3 separate regions of the Mus musculus genome follow, and all the other regions are linked to region 1. The links are chromatin contacts, called in public Hi-C and promoter capture Hi-C maps. All regions are on one chromosome and are shown on one strand. Each heading gives the region's core, a stretch centred on a gene start, on an enhancer-like site or on the middle of the called end of the contact. The rest is flanking DNA. Distances are from core to core; before and after follow the strand shown. Region 1 holds the start of Smim15 (small integral membrane protein 15). Region 2 holds the start of Dimt1 (DIM1 dimethyladenosine transferase 1-like (S. cerevisiae)). Region 3 overlaps Pde4d (phosphodiesterase 4D, cAMP specific).

The links. Promoter capture Hi-C pulls out the DNA fragments that hold promoters and counts their contacts. A called contact is a pair of places that touch in the nucleus more often than the background predicts.
Region 2: a promoter capture Hi-C map of pre-B cells shows a contact between it and region 1, with 8 times the contacts expected there. The contact joins the promoter of Dimt1 here to the promoter of Smim15 in region 1. A contact is called at or near these places in 14 of 39 promoter capture datasets (the 3T3-L1 cell line, 3T3-L1-derived adipocytes, the C10 cell line and 8 more), 5 of 484 Hi-C or Micro-C datasets (CD4 T cells, CD8 T cells, Th1 cells and 2 more) and 5 of 115 datasets of contacts at active chromatin or transcription factors (the 230-238 cell line, astrocytes, large pre-B cells and 1 more).
Region 3: a contact with region 1 is called in a Hi-C map of the N1E-115 cell line, with 2.9 times the contacts expected there. The contact joins the enhancer-like site here to the promoter of Smim15 in region 1. A contact is called at or near these places in 3 of 484 Hi-C or Micro-C datasets (B cells, CD4 T cells and the N1E-115 cell line), 3 of 115 datasets of contacts at active chromatin or transcription factors (astrocytes, embryonic stem cells and pro-B cells) and 2 of 9 other capture datasets (adipose tissue and embryonic stem cells).

What each region holds. Positions count from the first base shown.
Region 1 is chr13:108,043,220-108,045,919 of GRCm38.p6, forward strand. It overlaps Smim15 (small integral membrane protein 15), which reads left to right and starts at 1,255. Exons shown (of 3, transcript NM_001048250.2): 1 at 1,255-1,267. Gm41055 (a long non-coding RNA gene) reads right to left here and starts at 1,252. Exons shown (of 5, transcript XR_003950673.1): 1 at 987-1,252.
Region 2 is chr13:106,945,824-106,948,523 of GRCm38.p6, forward strand. Dimt1 (DIM1 dimethyladenosine transferase 1-like (S. cerevisiae)) reads left to right here and starts at 1,306. Exons shown (of 12, transcript NM_025447.4): 1 at 1,306-1,460; 2 at 1,763-1,836. The coding sequence starts at 1,382.
Region 3 is chr13:109,210,296-109,213,037 of GRCm38.p6, forward strand. The region is part of intron 3 of Pde4d (phosphodiesterase 4D, cAMP specific); the gene reads left to right. Among named protein-coding and RNA genes, the nearest start is that of Mir582, 110 kb to the right of the region's middle. Within about 2 kb of position 1,351, at least 24 of the 459 cell types and tissues checked have an H3K27ac peak or open chromatin away from gene starts, as enhancers often do. A contact at or near this core is called in the N1E-115 cell line, where this site is marked.

The DNA of each region.
Region 1 (2,700 bases), core at 5-2,504:
CTCCTCAGTTCCTTCCTTACGGTACTGCTTCCTTTTATTCCCAAGACTTGCGGGGACCCTGGGTCCTTTAGAGATAAAACAGAGCAACACACTGGGAGGCAGAACTTGTGAGGAACCATCTACTGAAGTGAACATGTCACGGATACAAGCCGGTTATGGATACAAGCCGGTTATGGGTACGCTTGTTTGTACAGGTTTTAAGCAATCCTTCAGGCTTTCACACAAGAATAAGAAAACCACGGCTGCCATTACAATATGCAGCCATTAGCATATACCCGGGTAGCAGTATTTTAGATCCTTAGATTAGCTGCCAAAGTCTGCTCCTTGGTAAATAATGGTTACTGTTGTTATACTCTAACTACTCATACATGTCTCGGCTTGCTCCTCAAAGGGAACGCTCACAGTCTCTCAGGAATAAAAACTTGCTTTATTTGGCACACAACAGCGAGGAGGTCTTGCAACATTCGCCAGAGGCAGTCAAACAGAGCAAGTAGTTCAGGCAAGCAATCACAAAATTTGAGCACCAACCAAACCAGAGCTAATCTTTCCGTCCCTGTAGATTAGGAGACCCATTTAACGCACCCCTTTCTGCTTGTTGACTTTTTGAAGTCCTTTATTTATGTATTGCGATCTCTATGCCCTGACAGTTTAATTATTGACAGTTTACTTTGGGGCAAGTATCGACCATTCCTTTGTGAAGTAAGTTAGGCTCTTAAATGAAAAACAAACAACGGAACCTCTTTCCCACAGCGTGGCAGCATTTCCCCCTGCTACCAAGGTTCACTGGACACATCCCAGCCGGGCTGCTGCTTGGCCAAATCTTTAAATATTTAACTATTGTTCAACTCTACAGCATGAGTGAGGGGCGAGTTAGGGAACACGCCAGTCCTTCCACGGCCTCGAGAAGGCTCTAAGGAGACTGCGGGGTCCCCCTCGTGTCTAGCTGCGGCTCTCTGGGCTGAGAGTCCCCTGGACGAACTCCTCACCCACTCCGTCTCCTCGCCGGCGTCCCACGCAGGACGCGAGGCCACGATGCCCCACCTGCAGCGCACACGAAGCGGCGCGCGGCAGCATCCCCGACCGCGGACACGAAGCCTCCGCGCCTCGCCTCGCCTCGCCGCGCCGCCCCTCCCCGCCCTCCCGCTATGGCTCTAGACATTGCGCCGCCGGAAACCCGCCCGCCACTTCCTCATCCCGCCCCGCCCCGCCCCGCCTTCGGGCGGGACCTGAGCGGAGCGGCTTCCGCTTTCCACTTTCCTGCCTGGCGGTGAGTGGGAATGGGAGCGGGGATCCCCTAGGGCTGCGGTGGCTTGCTGTAGCCTAAGCTGAGCGTGTGGCCGGGCTCTCCCGGCTCTCTGAGCTCCTGACCGCGGGTCCTGCCCGGCTTCGCTCGGCGGGGCGGCGTCCTTAGCCGGTGAGGCCGACTGATGGCCGTGGACATGGCCCGGGGCAAGGAGAATGCTAAGCGGGGAAAGTTAGGAGAGAAGCTGTAAGTCTAGAGACGCCTGGTGCAGCTCCGGGTCCCCTAGGCTTTGTGAGGTGAAGGAATGTGCCTGAAAGTAAGGCGAGGATGTTTTGGTGCGAGACTGAGGTGCTCTCGAGATGTGTGGCCTGTGGACCGTAACTTTGCCATAGCCTAGTCATCAAGTCGCGCTAGTCTTATTTGCAAAGTTGGGCGGATTTCGCAGACTTGTATTTAGTTCGTTACTGGACTCGAGAAAGATCGATCTTTCTTGGACCTTCCTGCAAACTGGTTACAACTGGGCGAGGGCGTAGCGACAAGGGACTGGATGGTTAACGTCTCCAGAAAGTTTAATGTGCTGAAAGTAGGGGCATGGTTTCTGATACAAATACGGAGATAGCATGGGGACATGGAAGTTAAATCCAGTGATAGTTTTCTTGATGTGACGGGTTGTGGGTACCATAATTATTTTGGTAATTCTTTATTTTCTTGTAAGGTACATTAATTGAACTACAGACCACAAAACCTTTAAAGAGCAAAGCATAGTGTTTGACTTTGTAACGATGTACCCAATCCAACGAATAAATGAGGATTCTTAAGTACAAGCAGTTTAAATTCTTGGTTGGTCAGCGGTGGAGCATCTGTCTACTGTGCTCTACTAGGCTTTGGGTTGGATCCCCAACAGTAGACGCAAAGATTAAAAATCTTTATGGGTATGGTACCTGTAACATGTCAGCCAGCCAGCTTGATTTTTTTTATGTTAGTGAAAGTCATTATTATTCAGACAAAACTTTAGTACTCAAATAATTTACGTAGAATACTTGGCTTCTACGAATTAGAACTCTTATTTTGGGACATTTGCAGTTGTAATTTAGGGAGAAATAGGTGTTAAGAGGCTATACTATTATAGAAAGATGTTTTTACTTGTTTGTGTTTAGAGGAGAATTTAGAGGTTTTTTTTTTTTTTTTTTTTTTTTTTCCATTTCTAATCTTACTGTAAAGGTATCTTTTATTCTCCTGTTGTAATTGTCATCTTTGAGGCTTACTGCTCAGTCTGCTAACCCAGGCCTAGTCCCGGAAGCTTCTAGCCTCCACACAATCTTATCTAGGCCTAGAGTGTTTTCAGCTTCTGAGACTTATTGCTGAAAAGCGCATCCTTTCTTGTTCTTCCTGTGTGCTGGCTAACTCACTTACTCAGCTAGCTGTTCTAGCTCAAACTCCTCGCCAAGTTGACTGAT
Region 2 (2,700 bases), core at 56-2,555, 1.1 Mb before region 1:
CAACTGCGGGATGGGAACCTTGAGGGCTTTCCAGGCTCAGAGATGAATGAACTTGGGTCCGGAATACCCAGCTGTAGTCACCTGCGGCTGGAAGAAAGGCTTTCCATTGGCTCATAGGCAGTGTTCAAGTGCTCCTTGGTGGGAACCCCATAATAGTCGACTATAAATAAAAGATTATATTAGGATATTTTAGAACTTTCCCTGTGCTCGAATTACAGCAAAGAAAGGAAGGACTAAAACCTAGGCTACGAGAAAAAAAAAAAAAAAAAAAAAAGCCGGGCGGTGGTGGCGCACGCCTTTAATCCCAGCACTTGGGAGGCAGAGGCAGGCAGATTTCTGAGTTCGAGGCCAGCCTGGTCTACAAAGTGAGTTCCAAGGACAGCCAGGGCTATACAGAGAAACCCGGTCTTGAAAAACAAAACAAACCAAAAACCAAAACAAACAAACAAAAACCTAGGCTACGGAACAGGTTCTTAGCAGTAGCCTTTGGTGGTTGATTGCAAAGACTTTCTTCAGCGCACAAACAGAAAAATTAAAACCGAAACATTACACTGGCAAGAAAAACAGCCATGAATCTTTTATTCTGTATGTTACAGCCCGGCGTATAATCCCATTACAATATCCAACACATACCTGTAATCAATCCCATTTACAGGGTTTTGAAATTGTTATAGCCTTTATCTTTCAATAAATAAACATTGAGAGCAGCATATTTTAACTATGACATTCCAGTGCTGGAACTCAGCAAAACGACGAGAAAATGAACAAAAAGCATAGAGAAGTAACCAGTAAGTGCCGTGTTGGAACGAGAGCTAATTCTAATCTAACTGCTTTCCACAACGGAGAGACATGTTACCCTAAACCACCAAGCTCCGTGTCCATCGAGCCTAGGCTTCTCAGCCCACAACCTGCAGGGAAACAGGAGAGACACGAGAGATCTTTCCGCAGATATCAGAATGTCCCAGGGCAGTGCCAAATGAAGCACCCAATTTGCCGAGACCCAACCAATCCTAACTGCCTGCCTGAGCGGCGCGGTTTCCTCTGGGAAATCGGGCTCTTGGGGAAGTTGTTGCTCCAGCTAAAACTCTAAAATCCGGTGGCTAACCCGCTGGAGCCAGCCTTGCCTCCGGAGGAGCTCACCAGACAGAAACTACAATCTCAGCAGCCACTGGGCTCGAGTCCGCCTTGCCGCGGGAGGAGCCCATAAGAGACTACAATTCCCAGCAGCCACTGGGCTCCGGCCTGCCGCTGACTGGGTGGGTCGGTGATCGCAGTGGGCGGGGAAGTGGGCCTCTCGGGCGCCTAGTCGTGACGGCGACTGAGGGCGACTTCCACGCGGTTCCCGGCTGCTTTCGCTTGGCACAGGGACTCCTCCGAGAAGATGCCGAAGGCCAAGTCCGCAGCGAGTAGCCGCCGGCGGGATCGTCAGGAGCAGCGCCGGGAGCTGAAGCGAGCTGGAGGTGCGGTGTGGAGGATGCTTGGGACTGACCCGCGGCGGGGGAGCCCTACGGTGGCCTGCGCCTCTAGCCGCCCCGAGGAGGGTGGGCGCTCAGCGCTGACCCTTCCCCGCGCGCGCCTGGTCTTCCTTGCCAGCAGGAGGGATGGATGGACTCAAAGATACATCCCAACCCCGGCCGGGAGCGCGGCGCTTGTGGATGCATTGGAGCAGAAACCGTCCCGGGTCCATCCTGCTTCTCTGGGACGGCCTGAGATCGGTTCTTGAAAAGTTGGGAAATTAAGGCTGCTTCGTGTTTTATTTCAGGACTCATGTTCAACACAGGGATCGGACAACACATTTTGAAAAATCCTCTAATTGTTAACAGCATCATCGATAAGGTGGGTGTTAACGATGAAAGGCAGAGCGTTTGTGGATTGTATTTTTCTGACTACTTAATGCCTGTATGCCTAAGTTGCATGCCCATAATTATCCCAGCATTTGGGGAAGCTGAGGCAGGGTGATATGCTCGACCGCAGCCTACATACTAAGAAAATATAAACCAAGATAGGGTGCCTGACAGAATAGTTGCTCTGTATGTATATGTTGGATGGGTTGAGAATTGCCCAGTGATTTCCAGATTATTTCCACTTTTTGGAGGCTCCATCTTGTTTTTGGAACTGGGTCTCATGTAATTCAGGGTGGCCTCAAACATGGTGTGTGTCAAAGCCAGCCTTGAACTCCACTTTGCAAGCGTGTATCATTTTGATCACTTTCTAAGTACATCATCGTTACTCTTTTTATTCCAGACCGTAAATTTACGTCCAAATCACACTGAGTTTGTTCCTCAGGAAAAGATATGGTACTGCATATGAACTGTTTGGAGGATTCCTTCTGTATGGGTTACTGTGCTGTGCTTATGGAGGATTGAGGGCCTGGAGGTAAAATACAGACGGTACAGGGAGCATCCTGGAGCCATAGAGTATAGTTCTCCAGTCTCACCGAATATTCTACTCATAAGCATATGCACACTGGTAACGTTTTGTATGGTTACTATATTCTTAAAACTGTACAGTGGTTAAGAATTGAGAAATCTTTTCCATTTGAATGCACTCTTTCCCATTTGAACTCTTTGGAAGTTACAATTAGTTACAGTTTGCTGGAATTATTGCCAATGTAGAAAGCAGGAACCCACCAGTAGAACCGATTGCTCTTGCTTTTGTTCTGGCTCCAGAAGCTGAGTATATCCCCTAAGTTAGGAAATA
Region 3 (2,742 bases), core at 101-2,600, 1.2 Mb after region 1:
TCAGATGGATGGATGGATGGATGGATGGATGGATGGATGGATGGATGGATAGATAGATAGATAGATAGATAATAAAGTGTGTGCTTTAAAAACACAGTCTCCAAGTCTTTAACTGGCTAACTTGATTCTTTCCTGAGTCCTGTAGCTTTAATTGCTCTTGTTAATGAGTAGAACTGTGTGTCTAGCTTTGTGTTATCCCCCATGACGTTTTTTTCTCCCCTCGTTGGACTGAATTTCAGAATTTTAGAGGCAGTTTTCAAACATTTCAACTGTGCATCTGCTCCATTAGGTGACCTGCAGTGCCGCCCTGTGGCCAATGTGATGTCTGCAGCCACAGTCCTTGGTTGAAACTGGGATTCAACCACTTAGATTGTAACCAAATACAGGTTATCTAGAAAATCCACACAGTTTACTTTTGCTAAGAATGGGGGGGTCACTTTTTGCGCACTTTCCCAAGTTGCTTTATTGAATATTATATTTTTACTCCTTGCCCTACAGTCAGATAGTCAGATTTTCTCATCATTTGTGGGAAGAGGTACCTAAAAACAATTTATCACCCTAGAAATTATTACAGCAAATAAATCTACCTTTTAGAGTAATTATTAAGATTGATTCTAAGTTTCTGGTAAAAAACTAGCCAATAGCTGTGGGTGTGGGGTGGGAGGGAGTCTGTGTGTATATGTGTATGTGTGAGTGTGTGTGTGTGTGTGTGTGTGTGTGTGTGTGTGTGAGTTGGATGGTAAGATGTGATGAGCTATGGAGGTAAACACTTTAGTTCATCTCCACAGTTGCTCCCTGATACTAACCTTTATGATCTATGCACACATGTGTTTTCTATGCTTTGGGTGGGGGTGGGGGGGAGAGTCAGTGTCTTAGCAGTGTCTTAGGGCTGTAGAACCAACATCAGCAATGCTCCTCCCATTACTATACAACAGGACTGGTCCATTAAAAGGCTGGCCTGCTGAGTGACTTTTACCCAAACTCTCTGCTGCTCTAAAGGAGGCAAAACCAAACCAAACCAAAAACCAAACAAACAAAAGCAACAGCAACAACAAACAAGAACAAAAATCATAGCGGTGCATTTAGCAAAAAACCAGTAAGCAAGCATCAAAACAGACTGTGACTGGACCAGAAGTAAATACCCACGAAGAATCACTTAAATACAGACAGGTAGTGCTTAGTAATAAATCACAGACCATCTTAACAGCAAGCCTTACAGGCGTAGAAAGGATAGACGAGTTCACTGTTATCAGAATTTAGGAATATTACATCATGTCACAGGGTGAACGAACTGCAGCTTAACCCAGCATGAAGGTGAGCAACGTTCAGCACTTGCCCTCTGGTATTTCTCCTGCTATTGCCTGGGAGAGCCACTTCAGCTGCTAATAAGAGGGTGCTTCCGGTGCCTCAGACTGTATGAGAGATCACTTATGGGGAATGGGGGGTGGGGGAGAAGAGGCAGCCAAAGGGAAACTCCTTGGGGCTGTTAAAACCATGCTTTCTAAAGTCACACGCGTGAAAAGAAATGGTACAACCAGAAAAACCTGTGACCAGGTGACATAAGGGACAGTCGAGCACCTATTGGAACAGGATTTAGCATCCCCCTATGCCTGGCCACAGGGATCGGGGAAAGCATTCTGCTTTCCAAGCCTAAAGTCTTGGAACTCACCCAGATCTAAGGGAGTGGACATCTAAACGTGAGAAATCCTTTTGCAAACGGCTCAGGAGCAGCGCCCCAGTCACTGCAGGGAGGTTTGGTTATTTCTGTTTGTACAAATGAGAACTGCGTGAGAAAAGCCCCGCGCCTTGATGGGGGATACTTAGGAAGGGGCCACACGGGAGAATCCAAACCGAAACCTCTGGGGCTGAGGTTCCCGCAGTTCTCATCCGGACCCATGGCTTCCCTGTTGCCAGGGAAGAGGCTGGCTCAGGCAGGCAGATCATCTATGGGAGAGAAGATGACGCTCACTGTGCCTGAGGTCAGGACAGCCGATTGCTTTTTGGATAGCCTGGACTTCTGCGGCAACATTTGTGCCACAGGAAACAGTGCCGTTTCCCTTGAGGCCAAGTTCCCCTTAGCTCTGTCGGTGACCTTCACTATCCATGGCTTACCATTCTCCAAATCCCTCCTAACTACCCCCCACTGCCTCTTTCTTGCCACCTTCTTTCCCAATTATGCGTTTGGGGAAAGAGGCCCTCTTACCAAGTGAATCCGTTGCCACAGACATTAACACAGCCTCAGGTATTTAAGGTCAATACGCACCAAAAATGTTCCCACGTTTCACTGACCAAGACCATGCATCAACCTTGACCAAAATGCAGGTTAAGTTGGGGAGGTTAGAGGGCAGAGTAACCAGGAGAATGGGGGAAAGTCCTCTGTGGATCTGATGTGGTGACACGGGGGCTGACCGATAAGGAAGACGACACCAACAGGATTCAAACTAATGGAATCCAATCAGTGGGCACTGACTCCAGGTGACGATTCTTGAGAGCTGAGTTAGAGCTGAGGCACTCCGACAGGCTTTCATTTGCTAGATAGTTGCCACTTTCGTGCTCGAACATAAAAACCAACCGTCATTTTACAGTTTGGCAATGTTTGACCTGCGTTAGTTTAGTAGTAACACCCAAAGGATAAATAAGCAACAAAGAGTGGGAACACTTCTGCTCTACACCCCATGTCATGGCTACTAGCAGCAGCACACGCCACTGAATGTCACTGATTGGGAACTCTGGAAAAGGCTG